3 separate regions of the Mus musculus genome follow, and all the other regions are linked to region 3. The links are chromatin contacts, called in public HiChIP or PLAC-seq maps. All regions are on one chromosome and are shown on one strand. The core of a region is the stretch at or near the end of the contact, and the rest is flanking DNA. Distances in the headings are between cores, read along the strand shown. Region 1 holds the start of 0610040J01Rik (RIKEN cDNA 0610040J01 gene). Region 2 overlaps Nwd2 (NACHT and WD repeat domain containing 2). Region 3 holds the start of Arap2 (ArfGAP with RhoGAP domain, ankyrin repeat and PH domain 2).

Region 1 (4,720 bases), core at 1,555-4,054, 1.0 Mb after region 3:
CTTACTTAAATCAGAACATTGAACAAAGAACCAGCTTATTTTCATCCTGGCTCTGCTTGTGACTCAGCATGTACCTGTAGTTTGACCTCTAGCCTCACCGAGTTTATTGCTTTTGTGGACTGCAAAATGAAGACGGGGATAGTTTCTGCTGTAGCCTGTTAACCTGGTGGGGATGCCAGGGAGTGATATGAGAAAAACATTACACAGTGCCATCTTGATTGCTGACACGGTAGGAAAAGGGAAAATTATCTAAACCCCTAGAGAATCCAGTTGTATTCCACTGGTGGAAGGATTTAACACGTAAGCATTTGAAGGTGTTGTTCAGATAGCAACACCCTTCTCCATGGTGAAACACCTTTGTTCAATGTATTCCTCCTAGTTTAGCTACCAACCAGTAAGTGGAAGCCCTTGAAGGGCTAAGATCTATATACACGTGATCTGGAGTCCATACTTTCAGCTCTTCAGCCAACACATTCTTATTCCTGTTCTTATCAGTTGAACGTCCATGCCATACATTTCTAAGAACTAAATGCCTAGGTGGGTTACATGTAGTGTGTGAGTGTTCTGTGAAAAAAAAGAAAAAAGAAAAAAAAAAAAACCTCTAGAGTGTAACAAGTGACTTGAATGATTTTTTTTCCTAACATGTTTGCAACTGATAGCTCATGTTGAATGTTTTTATGTAAACTTTGTATTGTTGGGATGAATTACCCAATCAGAGATTTATATTTTCATAAATGTTACATTTAGTTAAAATTTTGTTACAGAGTTGTTACACTAGAAAGTTATTTCAGTGTTCAAACAATATACAGTCTTGTGTATGTATCGTTTGTATGAATAAAAGATGAGCTACTAAAAACTTGAGTGCTACTGATTTTTTTTTCACCACTGAGGTTGGCCAGATGTGGAAGACCTCACTTACCGGTAATTATTCAAATTGACCAGGTGCCGAAGGGGCCCTAGAATATTCCAGGAGCTCCAGACACAAAGCCATGGCGTCTACACAATAGTCTCAAAAGTTTGGCACTATTATTATTCCACATTTATAGGTGAAAAGAAAGGACCATGGACCTAATTCCAGTACATCACTAGCATCTTGGTTAGCTTTCTCAAAGTACATGAAAATAAAGAACTCAGTGCCCAGTAGTCACTTGGTGACAGTAACTTCTAACATCTTTACTAGTTTGCAGGTGAGAAATTCAGCTAGTTTACTAAAGATCACTGGATGTTACTAGTATGCCCAAGTTTGTGTTTGTTTGTTTGTTTGTTTGTTTGTTTCTCTCCAAATATACAGAAGTAGCTGATGAATTCAGTCAGCAAGCATTTACCCAGTCACACATTCCACCAAGAACACGGAAGTAAATGAAATAGCTCTTGCATTCTAGAATTCCAGACTCAGCAGCAAAATAGGGAGAAAATAAGTTCCCTGTGTACCCGTGCAAGGGGTACCCTTGTGGCTGGAGCAGGAAATAGCCAAGGACTAGTGCCGCTCGGGAATTCCCAGGTGAGTGAACACGACCTTGGAGAACCTCTCCAGATACCTTCACACACACACATACACACACACACACACACACACACACACACACACACACACACACACACCGTTGATCTGAGAATTCCCATATATACCTCCCCCCACCCCAAAATATCTTTAAACATGGCAGGCAGCATTGGAAAGCTTTGGTGATATTGTAAACAACAATCAGATGCAATTGTGTATGTAGTTCTCAACAAAACAATTACTTTAAAAGAACTTTAAATACCCAAGAGTTAAAAGAAAACTAAAGGCATTATCAAGTTTCTTACCTTCCTCTCTTTACTACTACTGAGTTGAACCTCAAAGTTTCTCCCCACTGACTCTAAAAACCCAAAACAAATTCCAAAGTCTCTTTTTGATCCGAAAAACCTAATTCATATATAAATGGACCAGTATCCCATGGAATTTCTGACAAGGCTGGAAATTGAACCTGAGCATCATTTATTCTAACAAGAAATTTTTTTCTTCAAATCAATAAATGACATTCAACAACGTATGATTTCCCTCGTAAATCGACATTTGAAAGCACAAAGGTATTTTAGCACTAAAAAGGACAAAAAAACCACTGAGTGTTCTCCCATAGAGCGTGGCAAATGCCTGTGAAGACAGCGGGGATGTCCAACTCAAAACTCGCTGGAGAAAATTAGGTCTTTGGGAAGTTCTCTCAGTTGCTTCTCCCCGCATTGCCTTTTAATCCTCTCACTGCGAGCCTTGAGCATGGAGAGGAAAGAGAGGAAGCTAGATGGCGCAATTGCTCAACACATTTTCCTGGCTTCTGGAAATGCCAGCTCTCCACAGCTTCTGGGCCAGGTGGACCGAAGACCGAAATCTTAAACCGAATTTCAAGATTAAAGCACCGGTTCTCTACCCTTCGTAGGTAAAGTGTGTTGGGTGAAGTGTCCCATATCCTGACACTCCAAGGGAAGGGGTCTGAAACCGGGGTTCTTTCACGTGTCCCACTAATAGCCTTTGGGGCACAGGCAAGTTTGTAGCCCCTAGGAACGACCGTCACTGCAGCGTCTGAGCAGATTGTCTAGCCATCGGGCGGGCGACAAGCAATGTGCGCTCGATCTAGCAACTAATGCGGGCTGGCTCGCTGACCACTCACTCAAACATAGATCACCGGACGTCCCCTTGTCCCTGTCGCCTGCGCACGCGGGCCAAGGCGCAGGTAAAGGGTTACCCTTGCCTGGGAGGCTCGCCCGCTCCCCGTCCACGTGACGCGGCGGCCCAATGACCGCAGCCCGGGCTGAGGCTGCAGCGCGACAGGCTCCGGGCGTCGCTGACCCACTCGCGTGTCCCAGCGCGGACGCCCGAGGCCCACGAAGCCATGGGCGCCGCGACTCTGGAGCCGCCGCCCCGCCGCAGGTAAGTACGGTCCGGGACTGCGCCGGGCTCCTCCGGGAAGAGGGCTGGTCCTGGGCGGGAGTCCCGACTTTGCTTCTGGGCTCCCCTTCTCTCAAGGGGACGCGAGGAGGAACTATGAGGCAAGGCAATGGATGATTTGATGACTTCAGGAGAAGTCACGGAATTCAACCTAGGCATGCTAAGAGTGGCGACAAGAAACAGGTTTCCAAACTAAAGGCGCTGGTGCTGGTTGGGTAAAATGGTTTATTTTTAAACTCCCAATTCCTGAGCTCTCTGCTGTTCCTGGGAACTTAAACCTGGACAAATTGTAAGAGATCTTCCCATCTCCCTGTGTCCCGGGGTCACCATATTTACGCTTCTAGGGGGGTTTTATTGATTAAAACGGGAAAGGAATTTGATCGCCCCCGCCCTTCTTTGAAATGTCCTTGGGTTCTGGGGTTGGGTCTATGGCGATGGTGAGGGTGCATGAAGGGACAACGACGCTGTGGTGTTCCGCAAGAGCCTGGGACTAGGAAAGTGGGCGCCAAAGAGAGAGAGCTAAATGGTCGCAGGCTGTAAATATTTAATAGACAAATATCTACCAGGTCAATCGCCTGGGTCTTTGTAGCCTGGACAGCCCTGATGAGGTGAGATTATATATATATATATATATCACCAATGCAGAATTTTCCAGTAATACCAGGCAGATATCAGGGGGACTTTTACCCACTCCCAGAACCATAATTAACCTTAAATGCAAAACAAAATAATTCCATCTCCATCGACTCTGAATGTCTACTTTTCCATCCTGGTATAGACATTTGCGCGATGAATGTAGAGGAAGTGGGTGTTCCAGGAGTCACTTCTGTGCTGGTTTCTGCGAGAGTGTTTGTTGGTTGTGGCCTGTGGCTGATTGCCTTGGGTGGCTGTAACTCAGCTATGGTGAAGAATATCGCTGGAGAAAAGAAAGTCTTGGAACCGTGAATGGAAAAGAAGTGGGAGTAGTGGTTATTTTTTAAAGGCAGTTGGTTCTGTATTTGTTGAAGTTGTTTCCTCCCACATAATTTTCCAGTTAATACTATCTTAAGGAGGATACAATAGTATTTCCCTTATACTTGTCTAGTTGATACTATTTTTAGGAAGAAATAATAGTATCTCCCATATATGTTTCCAGTTACTACTGTAAAGAGGAGATGGTAGCTCTCCTCATCTAAGCACCAGTGCCTCTGAAACACCTTGCTAGCCTCTTTGGTAAAAATCCTTGTCCTAGGACAGGTCTCCACAACAACAATATGGAGCCTCGGTCCTTTAGGAGAGTTCTGGGTTGTTAGTGTTTCTGGGAAGTATGAAGAATCAGTAAACAGCCAGCTCCAAGGCTCAGTGGGAGATTCAGAGGTGACAGGCAGACACAGGAAGGTGATGTGTGGTTCATTTCTCCTGCTCACCAACTCTTGCCCATCTTTTGATCCTGCTCCTTCACTTCTTCTACAATCAATGTTTATTTCATGCCCCCTGGGGACTCATTACCCAGGAAGGTTTTGATACCTAGTAATTTCTAAAGATAAATGTGGTTCATGTTCACTATATTCCAAAGAAATTTTGCAGACCTGGAATTTAAGATGAAACAAACGAACAAACAACAAAACAAAACAAAACAAAACCCTTGCTTACTGTCTCAGCACATTCTCTTTCCTAAAAATGGAAAGATTCCCTAACTTCTGACCCAGCACTTCTCAGAACCTGAAACCTGTGTTCTCAATGCTGGGACCAGGAGCCAGTCTCAGCCCAAGGGCAAAGCAAGCCCTGACCTCTTCCTGTCACTGGTGGAGGTGCCCA
Region 2 (4,564 bases), core at 1,981-4,480, 1.0 Mb after region 3:
GGGAAAAATATCTGATTTTACTTAAAATGTTGACAACTATCAGAAGAGCTACAAAGTTGAGAATACACTGAGCAAAACAGATAATAGTCTATATGCTTACATTACTCTTCACAAAGTTGGAAAAAGGGGCACTAATACACACACACACACACACACACACACACACACACACACACAAACACAGGCTACCAAGTGTGTGCCACACGCCAGTAACTCTCAGTATATTCATTAACACAGATGTACCTGATCACACAATGCAAGCTCTCACCTGTCAGTGTGGTCTTAAAACAGAGTCTACTAAGAAACACTTAATTTGGGATTAAATGAGGTTTTAAAAATCTGTGGAAACCTCCTCTTGTCTCCTCTTTGCCCCATCCAGGTGGTTGCCACAGAGACTGCCACACTGGATTTCAAGAGGTTTATATCTTCTCTTGATGTCTGATGTGAAGGGATTTGCTGAGATTTATCTGTGGTACTTGCCCGTCATACTCAGTTTTGTCATTTTCTGTATGAAGAAAGCTTTCTAGGGATTCTCTGCAGCTTAACTGTGCTGTTTATATAGAAGGGGTGAGTGTTCCTAAGAGAGGATTGAAATAAAAGGGGGTTAGCACACAAGAAAAACTAAAAGACATGAATTTCATAAAGAAATACTTTGACATAAACGTACGGATATTTCCCCAGATCAATAATTGAACATGTGGTTTCTGAAACATCTGAAGCAAACGCTTTCTGCCTTACTTCTGAATGAGGGCCTTAGGGTTTAACCTCAGTCTCTCCCTAAATACAGGCTTTCTAGAGTCTTCTCGTGTTCTAGCACTGCTATTCTCAGCATGGTAATGCTACCCGAGCATGCCATCCCAGCTCACAGCCCTGCTTTGGTCTGTCTCTGCTTGGATAGCCTGTAAGCATCTCCAGCATTGCCCATCCTGACCAGAACCATCATTTTCATCCTTAGACGTGCGTTTGCCCTGTCTTTCCCAATTCAGTAAAAGGATTATCATTGATTGTTTTGTTCAATCGAGAACCAGTACGTTATCCCAACTCTGCCCAGCCAATAGAAAAATGGCAATGAGGCACACAAGACATTTACATGCTTTCTAGAGGACACATTTTAAAAAAAGAGATGTGATTAATTTAATACTATTTTACATTTAAACCCCTCCCCACTCAAAGATATCCACCGTGATTACATACAGATAAAAATTAAGAATCGGTGAGACAGCTCAGCAGGTGAAGGTGCTGGCCTCTAAACCTGAGTTCAATTCCCAGGAACTGTATGATAGAAAACAAAGAGAACAGGGACTTATCCTCTTAGCTCCATATATGTGCCTTGTCAAGCCACCCCGCACATGCACACACATACATACATAAATACATAAATAAATAAATAAATAAATAAATAAATAACAAATGTGACAAAAATGTGTCTACTTGTTTTACACATATGTTTTGGCAGCAAACGTGTTTAAGGACCATGCGCATGTATCGTCTGTGGAGGCCAGGAGACAGCATTGAATCCTCTTGAAACTGGGATTACAGAGGGTTCTGAGCCACCATGTGTGTGCTCTGGGAAAGCAGCCAGCCAGTCCTCTTACTTGCCAAGCCACCTCTCTAGCCCAATGAAAACTAATCAACAGAGATACTGTACCCTTGTGTATGGAGGCTTAACATCCATACTTTAGATTGCACAGCACAGTCTTGCCTGGTGAACCATGGGTAGAAATGATCAAAACATACCTCACTGAGGGAGAGGCGCTTGACCAAAGAGGGGCTGAAGTGACTGTGTGGCCCTATAAACACTGTACTCTTTCCATGTTGAGTCCCTGGAGGGCTGGGGGTGGGGGACCTTCCACTTTAAATGAAACAAAAACCATTCTCATAAAAGCCACTCTCTCAAGCCTCTTTGACTCTTTGTTCTCCTACATTTCTTTTCTTTTTCTTTAAATGTTCATATTTTATATCTTACATATGTGGGAAGGAGTGGTAAAGTGTGTGTTCACTTTCTACACATTTATTCATATTAGTACAATGACCCATCATCACTCTTACACACAACTAGAAGCCAGAGCCCAATGCGTTGGGATTTTAAGTTCTGCCTCCATTTTTTTGGAACTTGGTGATTAGATTTGAAGTCCACCCTCCACTCTGCCACCTCCACATTGACAATGTCTACCCTATTCCGAGTACGTTACCTTTTACATAAACTTCCTGGGCCTGTTTCCTCAGATAGAAAAAAGGACGTAATGCTTGCCTCATGTTTGGTAGTGGAATCAGAGAAGAACCAGCCCGGACAGTGGTCACTACTCTTCCCAAAATCCTCTCCTTTCCAAAGGCCATGTGCTTTTCTTGTAACATAAATGGCTTCTTGTCTGGACAAAAAATTAACACTGAATCAGATGTATGTTTAGTTTTACAGAGTTCAAACTTTAGACTTCCACTTTCATTCCTCAAATGTGAGAGCGCCATCTCGTGGCTAATGCACAGAATGTAACCTGTGGCTAAGCAAATTAAAAAGGAGAGACAGGGGAGGGAAGGAGGGATAGAAAGAAAGAGACCGATAGATTCCATAAGAAGATTTTATTGAAATATTAAACTAAATGCATGTTAGTACATTGGATGGGGTATTCGGTTTGTTTTGAGAGTGGGTAATCTTTGAAACACAGCATCACTGTTCTGAAAAGCTCAGCGTGCAGTAAGTTAGCATAGGCACTGGGCTTCGTCTGAGCAGAACATCAACATCCCTAGACCCATTTTCCCCTCCTCCAGAGATTCAGGTTTGTTGGACCAGAGCCTACTCAGATAATTACCTGTGTCACTGTGTCCTAAAGCCACCAACACTTAGAAGCAGAAAAGACCTTAGAGGTGATGGCCACTTCTCAGTTTAAGTCACACACTAGAAATCTTACTGGTCATCAGTGGGAAATCTTCAGGAATGACTTTGATGATCATTTCGAAACCTGTCAGTACACATTTAGATTGCACACATATGTCATGTCGTTAGTCAGAGGCACTTTTGAAAGGAAAGGGTGGGAGCGTGCAACTGTGTGGTGGCAGTCTCATCTCTGAGCCAAGGATAGGTCTCTCTTCTGTGTCTGAGTGAAGTAATTTTATGGAATTTAGCGGGTAGGCTTTTCACTTGCAGTTCATTAAAAATCAGACTCTGTGTAAGCGCCACGGACTCTTCTTTGTTTATTTTCCCAGTGTAGAGTTTGGAGGCGTTTACTATCCCATGCCTGCGTACAATGAGATCACTTCAGCCACTCTCACTTACTGCATCACAAACTGCATCTGTGCGCTGCCACTTGCCAACAACTAGGAAAACATTTGTGAGGGCCATTCAAAATCCCACAGCCTAAAAACATGATCATTAAGCAGCATGCTAGCCATGCTGAAGGACTCTGCTGTCTTCTAGGCGGGAAATGAGTGGCGTTTCACAACGGAAAGAACAAAAACAAAACAAACAAACAACAGCACAGCCCGAGCAGCGACAATGCACAGTAACCCCGACTCGCCCGTGGGTTCTGGGGATTCAGCTACCAGCAGTCAGCCACAGATGGAAAATATTAGTACCCATCCCGGTTCTTTGAAGAAAGAGGCCACTCTCGTGTAACTTTGATTGCAGTGTATTGTTATAACCATCTTATCTGATTGTTATCCCCTCGCTGTGCCTAATTTTCAAATTACACTTTATCTCGGGCAGGTATGCACTTGAAGAAGCAGCCCAGAGAGAGGTGGGTTCTCCCACTGCTTTCAGGCATCTCTGAGGGGAGAAGGGTGGGGCTGAAGTACAGCCTTGTCTCTGTTACTCTGATTAAAACACCAAGGGAGAAGCAACTTGGGGGGAGAGATGGTTTATTTTTAGTATGCATGTTCAGGTTACAGGCCAGTCACTGAAGAGAGTCAAGGCAGCAGGAACCGGAAGGAACGAGTCATAGCCACGGTCAAGAGCACAGGGAACATGCCTAGCCAGGAGGAGGTAAGAAGAAGGAAGCCAGGACAGTCAGCTGTGTTATTATGGTGGACCATGGTGGACCGTGATGGAGTCAGCTCTGTGAAGCTGGAGCTTAGCCCTCAAAGTTCTTGCTTTCCTGGAGCCTTGTACTCAGGAGGATGCTCAGCAGGTTCCTCTGTAGCAGACAGCTTAGCTACCTGGGCACTGTCTGATTGTGTCCACCAGGCACAGCTGTCCGACACTTCTTTTGTTGTTGTTTTGTTTTTGTTTTTGTTTGTTTGCTTGCTTGAGAAAGAATCTCACTGTGTAGATCAAGCTGGCCTTGAATGCATACAGATCCACCTGCATCTGGCTCTCAAGGGCTGGGATCAAAGGTGTATGCAAATACACCTAGCTATTTCTAGTCTCACTCTTATAGAATCTCCAGGAACCAAGTCTCTCTCTCTGTCTCTGTCTCTGTCTCTCTCTCTGTCTCTGTCTCTCTCTCTCTGTCTCTGTCACTCTCTCTCTCTCTGTCTCTCTCTGTCTCTCTGTCTCTCTGTCTCTCTGTCTCTCTCTCTCTCTCTCTCTCTCTCTCTCTCTCTGCCCTGGGCTGACTGTGAACTTGGGGAC
Region 3 (4,798 bases), core at 9-2,508:
GGGGATATTTCCATTTTAGGATATAGCCTACTTGCACGACCCACTTTTATTTTCTCTCTATTAAACATTGTTAAACAGTGGAATACCAAGTGCCTTTGCCTTCCATATTTCTCTTGTAAGTGTATAAAAGTCATGAATAAAAATCTTGTCGTTATTCCTTGCCTTTAAAAAAGTTACCTCATCCATAGCCACCTTCCACTTACAGGCAATGCTCCATACACTTCTGGTGCACAAAGCTTAAGTGAAGAGAATCGATACTGGGCTTGTAAGTACAAAGCTATTATTGGGAATAACAATGACATCCGATTAAATGTACTTTTAAAAATAGCGTATTCCAATACTTAAAAAAAAAAATAAACTTATGTGCTACTAAGTGTCCTATACTTCAAGGACAAACTTGGTATCTCTCATCTAACTTACAAGAGCCTGAGACAGTTTTCCACACAGCGTATCTTATCACTTCTTGTATTTTTTTCTAAATATCAAAGGCTATTGTTCACAATATAATTTCACAAACCTTCCAAGTCAAAGAAACTCCAGATCGCCACCAAGAAAACCAAGACTAAAGAAAACATCAGAATGAAGTAAAATAAAAACTTACTTCAATTAATAGATGGACACCAATTCTCCCATGAGAACTGCTTCCCACACTAAAGGTGAAAGAGCTGCCTGGTAACCGCACTCCAGAGAGGTCCCCTGGTACAGTGCTAGGTTCAAGCAGGTGGAGGCCGAATGATTGTAATTAAAGTTAATTAACAGGGCTGCCCTTAAGTGTGTAACCAGAAGGGTGTGGGGGGTGCAGGGGGGAGCACAGAGCCCCAAGTCATTACCTCCACCGAGAAAAGAACTCAGCGCCTGGAACTTGCCCAGGCAGTTTTTGGTCGGGGGCAGAGGGGGATGAGACAGTCTGATTGACTGGACTGTCAATCGTGCGGGTCAAATCCCAGAAGCAAGCGCAGCTTTCTAATCACTTACCGCCTTTGGTTTCTCTTCCGACGCCCACTCGCGGGACGCGCAATCCGAGCGACACAATCCAGAGCCGCCCGAGCACTCCACGCGTCCCGAAGCGCTGCGTTCTCGCACCCGGGACCGGACCGCGGCCAGCGCACCCCGGGGACTCGCCTCGCTCGCGCGCGGCCCGCGAGCCCCGGCAGCGCAGCGCCGGCTCGTCCCCGTGGGGCGCTGTCCCCGGCGGCGAGCGGGCGGACCCCGCGCCGCACCTGGAGGCGGGAGCGCGGCTGGGCTCCGCGGGCGAGCGCGCAGCCCCGGAAGCCGCGCCTGCCCGGGCCGCCCAGGTGCTCGGCGCCGCGCCCGGCTGCTTCCTCCCGAGCCCCGGGGGCGGGGATCCGCGGCCGGCGGGGGCGGCCCGAGCTCAACGGCGGGGGCGGCGGGGCAGGCCGTCCCGGTTCGGCAGCATTGTTGCGCAGCTGAGTCAGCCCGCCTGCCGCTCGGCCGCGCCTGCCGCCCAGGCCACCTGGAGCGCGTCTGCCCAGTGGCGACCCTGGAAGGGCGCGTCCCCCCGGGGCGGGGGATTGGCCCTGCCACCCTCCCGCTGAGACCCTCGCTGGGTTACAGATACACGTTGCTGGGACTGTGTGCGCTGACCTGGGCGGGTGGCCAGTGGGGTGGATCCTGCCGCCTCTGAATGCAGAAGCGCTACACTACCCAGAACTTTCCCTGTAGCCTCAGTGTTTCCCAAACTTCACACACATCTAGGACACCCTTTTGCCTAGGTTCCAGGAATAAGTATATCCACCAAACCCAAAGTCGGATTCTCCCCAGTCACCGCTACGACCAAATTCTAAGATCCCTTTTTTTAGATGAATCTCAGGAGGAGGAGCATAACACCCAATGGCCTGAGGAACACTTATCTCTGGGAAACTAGGTCTCAAACCTGGGGGTTGTTTGAGTCTGGAAGGCCTTTCTGTCTTTGAATCAGTCCTTAAATGATCTTGGTGATACAATGAGAAAAACAAAAAGAGAGAGAGAGAGAGAATCCCAGAAACCTACCTGAGAACAAGCAGGATCCTTGCTGACCTGCTTCATACTCCTGTTTTGAGTTTGTTGTTTGTTTTTAATAGATTACCTACCTGAGTTTCTCCCTCAAAACATGAAAGTACTTACTTATCTTCCTGCTGTATCTGTTGACGAAAGTGAAGCAATTACAGTGATGCGGACCTTATTATGAAAATAAGCTAATGGGTGAAGCTCACAGGGTGAGAGGCTTCCCAGGAGCTCAGGCCTTCACGAGTCCACATCACCAACTGCCATCCAAAACCACCATCTTTCCGGGGGTAAAGAGGGGCTTGAGCTGCAGCATCCTTTACACAGAAGGTTTCACAAGAAGGCCCTGGGCAAATTGCCTTCATTTTCTCCCAAAAGACTTGCAGAATTCTTTTTGTCTGTGTTATTTTTCTTTTGTTTAATCTTTGTTTCTTTCTTTTTATTTCTTTATTTTTAATTTATTAATTTATTTTGCTTTTAGTTTTACTTTCCACGCCATTTATTACAAATTTTCTGTGAGTTGCTCTTTCCCGGACTCATCTTCCCCCTTTGCTCCCGGTTTCTTTTTCTTTCTCTCCTAACAGCGCTCATATATTCCCACCACCACCTCCACACCCCCAATCTTCATTAGCCTTCTTAAATCCTTCTCGGAACAAGTCAGGCCATCAAATATACAAGTATTCTTACATCAGTTATGGTGTCTCGCGGGGGGGGGGGGGGGGGGGGGCAACCTTTAACATGTTACTTTTCACAGTTGCTTTTATAAGATAGTTTGGACGTGTGTCCTTAGACCATCTTAGTTCCTTAATCATGCCGTTCAGTTATCCGAGATTTTCAATTTTTTTTTTAATGTTGGATAATTTGAGCATGCAACTCTGAAGATACACGGTAAACAACTACAAAACAATCTCTAGATGCCATCTCTCCCAGGGGACAGACTATGGTGCTGCCGGGTAGACGTGTGATTTAATAGCCATTGTAGTAGGCAAAATGCCTCTCCACTACAGACTGCATACACCACTCCTGAGTGCTAAGTTGGTCTGCTGAATCTTCATATGCGGGTTTGGAGGGGTGGGGTGAGGAGATAGCTCGGGAAAGATGGTAAAAGCTACCTTTTATTAATTGCTTGTTAATCACCAGTCTCTAGCCAAACAACTGATACATATTTTATAGGTATGCCACAACTCTGAGCTGAAATAATTCTTCCAGTTTTATAAATGCGGGTTTAATTGAAGATGAAAGAGGCTCAGTAGTGAAGAGCAGATAAATTGAGCACATCTAAGCTGTATTAGTACAGCATAAATTATTTAAGTGACGCATTAAGAGGACAAAGTGGACAAAGAAATTGACTTTCTATAAGAATTAAGATATGGAGATACGTCCTCTGCCAGGCTTCTGGAGTGGCAATCTGTACTCACTATTTTCCCATCAAGGCTGGAATTACTCCAAGGTGACCTGCCCCTACCCCTAGTTCCTAGATTTTTAGATAGCAGAGCAAATGGAACAACTTAACCGGCTCTTCTGCCTTTGTTGCTCTCATCCCTATGTACCCATAATGCACTGGCATGAAAGAGGTGATGCATAGAAACCCCCTCCATCCCAGCTCTCTTCTCTCTTTCTCGGTCTCTCCTGTTTTTCTAACGCCATCACAGTACCAACATCCACTGACTACTTACAGGACAGCTGCTGCTCCAAGCAATTCACATGTAGGAGCTCATGGTGAGACAACCAGCAGCTCTTTGAAAAGAGAATCGATAGCAGTGTTCTCCACAGATAAGAAACCTAAAGAAAACGGGATGGGAGTGACTTACACCATCATGTAGGAGCATAAGGACAGATAGCTCCAAGCCAGTCTTCTCCAGGGATTGTCTCTGGTGACCACCACCCTGATGCTGAGCCTGAAAAGGCCACATTCAAAATGGAGCTCAACATGCTCCGTGGGCTGAGACGGTTTGAGCACACTCATTTGAGTACATATATTGACATTTGGCCCTGGTTTCTCCATCTGTAAAAATAATGTTCGCAGCAGCAGTGTGATTTTGCATGTAAGGCACCTAGGAATTAGCAACTCCTCAGAGCACTTATTTCTATCGCTTTTTTTTTCTGCCCATGATTCTCAAAGAACTAAGTTCATGTTTCACTTTCTTCTCAATGCTTTGAAAATATCTGGTAGCCAGAATTGCTTACACATAAAACCTAATCACTCATTTTATAGAAAATACCCAATATTATTTTGCCAGATGGAAAATGTAGTGTTGGAAATGTAACTTAGTAAAATACACAGACACACACACAGACACACACACACATATATATGTATATATAATGTAAAGTTGTGGGTGCAGCAGGCAAATATTTCACAATGTTTAATGCATAGGTGTAAATAAGCATAATAATATATTAATTTACGAATATTGCACTTTTGACTCACATTTTATGAATTGATATTATTGAACATGCAATTTGACATGAAAATTGAACCAGAGAACTAAATATAAATCTTCTTGTGTTCTCACCTCTTCCATAACCACATCCCTTGGTGTGCCGCTATTATAAACTGGTATAGAGTTCAATTATGTACACTGAATCTATTTGTTCATTTTATCTAACTCAACTTTTATATCTTTTGATTAGCATCTCACCAACTTTTCTTATCTCCTAACCTCTCTGATAGCCATGGTTCTTCAATACACTTCTGCGAGTCTCTCTCTCTCTCTCTCTCTCTCTCTCTCTCTCTCTCTCTTTCTCTCTCTCCTTCCTCCCTCCCTCTCTCCCTCCCTCCCTCCCTCCCTCC

What was found. HiChIP or PLAC-seq counts read pairs in DNA pulled down with a chosen protein or histone mark.
Region 1: an HNF4G HiChIP or PLAC-seq map of pancreatic cancer cells shows a contact between it and region 3. The contact joins the promoter of 0610040J01Rik here to the promoter of Arap2 in region 3. A contact is called at or near these places in 5 of 39 promoter capture datasets (the C10 cell line, hippocampal neurons, liver and 2 more) and 5 of 115 datasets of contacts at active chromatin or transcription factors (bone marrow-derived dendritic cells, large pre-B cells, pancreatic cancer cells and 1 more).
Region 2: an H3K27ac HiChIP or PLAC-seq map of stem cell-derived neural progenitor cells shows a contact between it and region 3, with 5 times the contacts expected there. The contact joins the enhancer-like site here to the promoter of Arap2 in region 3. A contact is called at or near these places in 1 of 39 promoter capture datasets (embryonic stem cells), 1 of 15 datasets of contacts at CTCF or cohesin (pro-B cells), 1 of 484 Hi-C or Micro-C datasets (B cells) and 4 of 115 datasets of contacts at active chromatin or transcription factors (large pre-B cells, neural progenitor cells and stem cell-derived neural progenitor cells).

The regions. Positions count from the first base shown.
Region 1 is chr5:63,809,691-63,814,410 of GRCm38.p6, forward strand. 0610040J01Rik (RIKEN cDNA 0610040J01 gene) reads left to right here and starts at 2,805. Exons shown (of 4, transcript NM_029554.4): 1 at 2,805-2,905. It overlaps Nwd2 (NACHT and WD repeat domain containing 2), which reads left to right. Exons shown (of 7, transcript NM_177006.3): 7 at 1-856.
Region 2 is chr5:63,764,486-63,769,049 of GRCm38.p6, forward strand. The region is part of intron 3 of Nwd2 (NACHT and WD repeat domain containing 2); the gene reads left to right. Among named protein-coding and RNA genes, the nearest start is that of 0610040J01Rik, 46 kb to the right of the region's middle. Within about 2 kb of position 3,231, at least 29 of the 459 cell types and tissues checked have an H3K27ac peak or open chromatin away from gene starts, as enhancers often do. A contact at or near this core is called in neural progenitor cells, pro-B cells and stem cell-derived neural progenitor cells, where this site is marked.
Region 3 is chr5:62,764,919-62,769,716 of GRCm38.p6, forward strand. It overlaps Arap2 (ArfGAP with RhoGAP domain, ankyrin repeat and PH domain 2), which reads right to left and starts at 1,259. Exons shown (of 33, transcript NM_178407.3): 1 at 976-1,259.